Regions from separate parts of the Hordeum vulgare genome. Here region 1 is linked to region 2. A link is a contact called in public HiChIP or PLAC-seq data. All regions are on one chromosome and are shown on one strand. The core of a region is the stretch at or near the end of the contact, and the rest is flanking DNA. Distances in the headings are between cores, read along the strand shown. Region 1 holds the start of LOC123402195. Region 2 holds the start of LOC123401593 (protein PECTIC ARABINOGALACTAN SYNTHESIS-RELATED-like).

Region 1 (3,079 bases), core at 120-2,619, 190 kb before region 2:
GGTGGAAAGAGTTTCCAAGTGGGAAGGTGGAATCCTACTCCAAGTAGGATTGGAGTAGGACTCCTCCACCTCCAATTTCGGCCAAACCTTGAGGGTTTGAGGCTGCCTCTTCCCTCCCCCTCCCTCCTATATATACTGAGGTATTAGGGCTGATTTGAGACAACTTTTGCCACGGCAGCCCGACCACATATCTCCACGGTTTTACCTCTAGATCGCGTTTCTACGGAGCTCGGGCGGAGCCCTGCCGAGACAGATCATCACCAACCTCCGGAGCGCTGTCACGCTGCCGGAGAACTCTTCTACCTCTCCGTCTCTCTTGCTGGATCAAGAAGGCCGAGATCATCGTCGAGCTGTACGTGTGCTGAACGCGGAGGTGCCGTCCGTTCGGTACTAGATCGTGGGACTGATCGCGGGACGGTTCGCGGGGCGGATCGAGGGACGTGAGGACGTTCCACTACATCAACCGCGTTCACTAACGCTTCTGCTGTACGGTCTACAAGGGTACGTAGATCACACATCCCCTCTCGTAGATGGACATCACCATGATAGGTCTTCGTGCGCGTAGGAAAATTTTTGTTTCCCATGCGACGTTCCCCGACAGTCAGTAGACTCACTCGTAATGTCTTGTGCCATGACTTAGTAAATTGTGTGGAAGAGCACTTTGTAAAACAATCATAATGTCGAAACGACAAAATGTAGGCATTATCAATAGGGGTGATAATCTGCAAAGCAGTAGATCTACACACTATTGTGATCCCAAAACATCAATTTGGAAAACAACACTTAGAATTTTGCATATCAATTCTTGCTTGTATCAAGCCAAAGGCTCAATTAATATGAATTGATTTTTATTTGCAAGAAAATAAAAATCTCAGTTGCAAATCTCAGTTGAAAATTAAATGAGATGATTTTATATCAAGTTGCAAGATAATTCAGCAAAATGAATTAATATTTTGCGAGAAAAAAAAATTATTCTCAATCGCAATGAGATTGTTTTGCGAGATTTTTTTTTTCAATCGCAAATCAATATTGTTATGCGAGAAAATTTAATTTCAATCGCAAAACAACATCATTGTACTATAAGATATGTTATAGGGATTGCTAAAAAGCAAACGCATTGAACATGCCGCATATTTTCTTTCTGGAGTGTTAAAACTCAACAGAAAAGAAACTGAAAATGCAAAATTTCAAAGAGCGAGATGGCTCGATTGTAAAATAAAGTCAAGCGTATAGCTAAACTGCAAAGATTCGCAAGCTTAAGGATCGAATCAGAATTTTGGACCGATTTAGCATTAAAATAAAGTCGAAGGACTAAATAGAGGAACGACTGAAAGGATAAGATGCCCTTTCTTCCTCCTGTGGCCATCATGTAACCGTCGCATGCGAGCGCGACTGGGCGGCTGCGGCCGTGGCGCAGCCGGGCACGTGCGGCGGCCGGGCACGGGCGACGGCCGGGCGGCGCGGGGCCATCCACGGTCTGAAGCGGCAACGCGTGGATGAGCCGGGCAGCCCGTCTTCCTCCTGTGTACAAGAACCACCATGGAGGCCGGAGTTGGATGCCACGACCGTTGGGGAGCCCGAACGTTGTCGGGTGCTGGCGCAGTGCACTGACTCGATTCAGTTATCCAGTCCGTATTGACTTCCAATTGTATGATGTCGTTTGCCTGATTAAGGATGTTATTTACAACTTCATGGTTGTCTCATTGATTCCCGTCGTTTGACTTCATGGTTCGCCTGATTCAGGATGCTATTTACAATTTCAGGATTACTCTTCACATGTGCGGAGAAAATCGCTGGGACGGGCGTTGTCGGCATAGACGGAGCCGGTGCGCGGATGGGCGGCCACGGGCGTCATGGCTACGGGCACGACGGGCGGCCACTGGCAGGGCGCTGGGCACTGGGCGCGCCCGCGTGAGGGGCGGCACGGCCGGACGGCCACGAACGCCACGGTCCTGCGCGACCAAGGTCAGACGCGGCCACGGACAGGCTCGGGAGACAAGGCCACGGCGCCGGCACGGACTGCCGCAGTCACGACCAGACCAGCAGCCGGAGCGGCTGCTCGACAACGAGCGCCGGGGCACAATGAAGGCGACGCTGAAGCGTCTATTCTTCTCGAGCCGCTGAGGGCTTTCCTGCCGAAACCAGGAGCGGGGCCGTCGGGGACCGCGTGAGTCGTCGAGGAGGTGTGCGTGCCAGAGCGCCGTGAGCGATCTCTCTTCTTTGGCCTAATTGCTCTTTGTTAGGCAAAGTGCTGATAACATGTTAGAGTAAAACGAGATTGAATGAAAGTAATGGACGATCAGTCGTGATTTCTATTGATTCTCAAGTTTATATACATCTGGAAGAGGTGCGAAGAAGAGGTGCGTGTTCGGAGGCATCCCTCCGGAACAGGTGCCTGTTGGCAATAGGGAGATATAATAGACATGACTTTTCGGGGTTGGACACCCTTTCCTAATTAATTTCTAACATTACTTATGCACAGACTGGATATATTGTTTATTATGTTTGTATCCTTTTGATGTTTCATTTAAGCTAATAAAATTCATCATTTATTGAAAAAAGATTTATATATGATTTTATTGGATGCTTAAACTAAAAGCAACTCCAGCGGGGCGACCCATTTCGTCCGCTGACGTCCGTTTGGGTCGGCGCGGACACAAAAGTCGGTCCAACGGGCCGACCCAAACGGACGAGCGTCCGTTTGGCATCCGCCTGCCGACCCATTCCCAGTCCATTTTTGAGCCGGATTTGCGTTAGCGCAGACACGAGACGGACGCGCGCGCGCTCGCATTCTCCTCCCCCGGACCCACTTGTCGGTGGCATCCTCCACCATTTTCCCCAAAAACCCTCCCGCCCCACCCCCGCCATGGACGACGACCTCGATGCCGCCACCGGCCTCGCCTCCCTCGCCTCGTCCGGCATGACGACTGCCCCCTGTGGCAAAGGCAAGCGCAAGACCGCCGCCGTGCCCAACCCGAAGAATACGCTGACGCCCGAACATCACATAAGAGAGTCGGCCAAGAGGAAGGCTCGCAGGCACACGACAGACGCGAGGGATGAAGCCATCGCAGCGGCCGCT
Region 2 (3,086 bases), core at 318-2,817:
TTCGGACGCCGAGTGGAGGGCGGATGTGCAACACCGGGAGGCGGTCACAACAGACCCGCAGAGGAGACTCGACGCCAAGAAGATCAGGGACGTGGCGGCGACGGCGGTGGCGGTCGATTAGGAAGAGCGCCCCGCGTGGGGATGATGAATCCTCCCGGCCGTAACCCGCAGGCCGCATGGAGGGGCCGCCAAGGCATTGTGTCGCCGGCCAACCTCTTGCCACCGATGCCGCCCTAGGGGTACGTACCCTCGCCTGGCTACTTCGACGGTGTCGCACATGGTGGTAATAATCCCAACACCACCTTTCCGCATGGCGCGCCGCAACGTTCCTCCCCCACCGGTTTCAGCCATGACCCGCGTACCCCCTCACCCGCGTTCAACGCCCGCCTCAACACCCAGTACAACTACTCGCAGTATGCGTACTCGTCAGCAGCCTTGCATGCACCGTCTCTACGCCGTGGTGTCCTTCCATTCGCGCCCACTTCGTCGCTGCAGTTTAACTACACCGACCCCGACTTTGTCAACATCCACATGGACCGGAGCGAGAAGGCCATGGTGAACCACTGGTCGACGATCTAGACGGCCTGCAACAAGTAGCATGGGATCGTCGAGGAGGCCGCGACGACGGCGGTGAGCCGGGGAGCTACGACTCGGGCACATAGAAGGGGAGGAACCATCCACACGCGAGCCAACAAATTTAGTTCAGATGGATAAGGGTCGGTGAGGAGACCACGAGTGAAATGGGTAAAAAGGCAGGGGATTTTATGCAAAAGTGTGGGCGACGACCGCCCCGTCCACTTGGCTGTCAGTTGGCTGTCTCTGATTGGTCCAGGACTAAATCATCATATACACAACAAGTTATAGGACGACGGGGTCAAGTTTTGCAAAATTTGGACTAAATCATCACATATAACAAAGTTGTAGGACTTGGGGGAGTAGGGCATTTTGGAGACCATGCTCCATGGAGCCCTTTATTTTGAATTTTTTTTTTCAAAATTCATGAATTTCAGTTTAAAAAATTCTGAAAATAAATATACATGCATGCAAGTATGTAAAGTGTATGTGTGAAAAATTTCAGGATGAAATACTTTGAATTGCGAGCTGCACAAAAAAATAAAATCATGGACTTTAAAAATAAACAATATATATGTTAAAAACACCAAATTTATCTTTTTGTGCAGCTCACATTTTAATGTATTTTGACCTGAAGATTTGCACACATGTACATTATGTATCTTGGTACATGTGTATTTATTTCCAGAATTTTATAAAGTTAAATTTTTTGAAATTTGAATTTTTTAAATAAAGACCTATATAAAGCTCGGCCTCGGTTTGGCATTTTCGGACTTGGGATGCTTTTATAACTCAACAAAAAAGACATTGGCTGTGGAACTTCCATAGCCAATAGCCAAATGGAAGGGACGGTTTCTGTCCACGATTTGCTCTGCGCAAGTCAGGGATGACTGGCCACTCACAGCCGTCGGATCGAGAATCGAAGCATGAGATCGACTCAGGTGCGCTCCCACTACCGTCACGCACCGAAAGCGAAGTCCTGAGACTGCACGCTGAAACAGGCACACTCCCACTCTCGTCTCGCACCGCGCCGCCGGCGGAAGCGATGGCGGAGCTTCGGCACTCGACGGCGGCGGCGGCCGCCCGCGCATCCAACTCTCCGGCAAAGCGCGACTCCGACGCGTCCTCCGCTTCCTCCCCATTCGCTTCCACCTCCGCCGCCCGCGGCCGCGACGACGACGGCAAGGACGCCCACCGCTCCTCACTTCTCCCCCCGCACCACCATCACCACAGGCAGCTCCTTCCGTCTCCCCTCCGCTCCCTCCTCGCCCTCGAGGACCCCAGGACCCCCACCGCCTCCCTCTCCTACCGGATCTTGCTCGCCGTCCTCGCGCTCCTCCTGCTCGCGGCCCTCTTCTCCGCGCCCTCCCTCTGGTCCCGCTTCGTGAGTTCCTTCTCCCTCTCTCTACGCTCGGTTTCATCAGAATCCCAAGCTAGCACTTACATTTTTTGCTTCTTTATCCTAGAACACGCCCTACTTGTGCCAGAAGGAGGGGATCACGCTACATTGCCCCCAGGTGAAGTGCTCCTGATCTCAGCAACCATTCTGGCGATTCGTGTTCACGTGAGATTTTTTTTTGTTCTGGTGAATTCAATTGTATTGGGCGCAGACGAAGGAGCCTCTCTCGCTGTGGGAGAACCCACGTGCTGCCACCGCGTCCTGGAAGCCCTGCGCAGAGCGTCGAAGCGACGAGCCCTCAGGCAAGTCCAGCATTGACACTACTTGAAAGACAAAAAATGTAGCATATGCTGCACCATTCACTTTTAGCCTTGCTGTACTCAGTCACTGTGAGGTCGCTTATTGCTTAACTACACAACCTAGATTTATGGCAACTATTTAAACTCTTGGTATGCTTAGTGTTTACTGTGATGTGTGAAATTTGTTAGGGTGGCTAAAACCTGAATGACAGTGTTCTTCGAGAGTTCAGTTTTGACCCATAATTCCATACTTTCATTTTCATGTAAGGTTGCAGATTTATGAGGCAGCGTATGGGAACTGAATGCATCTTATTGCTATGAAATATTGCCAACATTAGTGTGGGTTTAAAATTGTAATGCACTTCTCATTCATAGACTTCTGTCAGCAATGTGAGTCAGAGCACAGAATACTTTCTATGTAAAGCGCAATGCCAGTTCTTATGAAAACATCTTCTAGCCATGTTTTTGTGATATTTCCCCGTAGAACCATAGTGTTCCCCTGCAAGAAAGGATACCTCAGTCAGTGGAGAGATGTGCACCCTCTGTTATATACATAAACTTTTCGGTAAAAAAAAATCACCTTCTGAATTTTTCATAGAACATTTGTTTCCTTTCATGATTGGGCACTGATAAGTGATAATTATTACATCATTGTATATAATGCAGATGTCCCACCTGAGAACAAAACCTCTGGGTATATTTTTATTCATGCCGAAGGTGGACTGAACCAGCAACGAATAGCTGTATGTATGCACTCCTGTTTTTCACTTTTTCTCAGCCTTCCTCACCTTATCTTGTGTGATTGTTAAATCTTT

What was found. HiChIP or PLAC-seq counts read pairs in DNA pulled down with a chosen protein or histone mark.
Region 1: an H3K4me3 HiChIP or PLAC-seq map of embryo shows a contact between it and region 2, with 5 times the contacts expected there. The contact joins the promoter of LOC123402195 here to the promoter of LOC123401593 in region 2. A contact is called at or near these places in 1 of 6 Hi-C or Micro-C datasets (leaf) and 1 of 1 datasets of contacts at active chromatin or transcription factors (embryo).

What each region holds. Positions count from the first base shown.
Region 1 is chr6H:90,785,276-90,788,354 of MorexV3_pseudomolecules_assembly, forward strand. LOC123402195 reads left to right here and starts at 1,370. Exons shown (of 2, transcript XM_045096074.1): 1 at 1,370-1,648; 2 at 1,764-2,319. The coding sequence starts at 1,497. The coding sequence ends at 2,124.
Region 2 is chr6H:90,976,737-90,979,822 of MorexV3_pseudomolecules_assembly, forward strand. LOC123401593 (protein PECTIC ARABINOGALACTAN SYNTHESIS-RELATED-like) reads left to right here and starts at 1,568. Exons shown (of 11, transcript XM_045095419.1): 1 at 1,568-1,957; 2 at 2,040-2,090; 3 at 2,184-2,274; 4 at 2,938-3,014. The coding sequence starts at 1,619.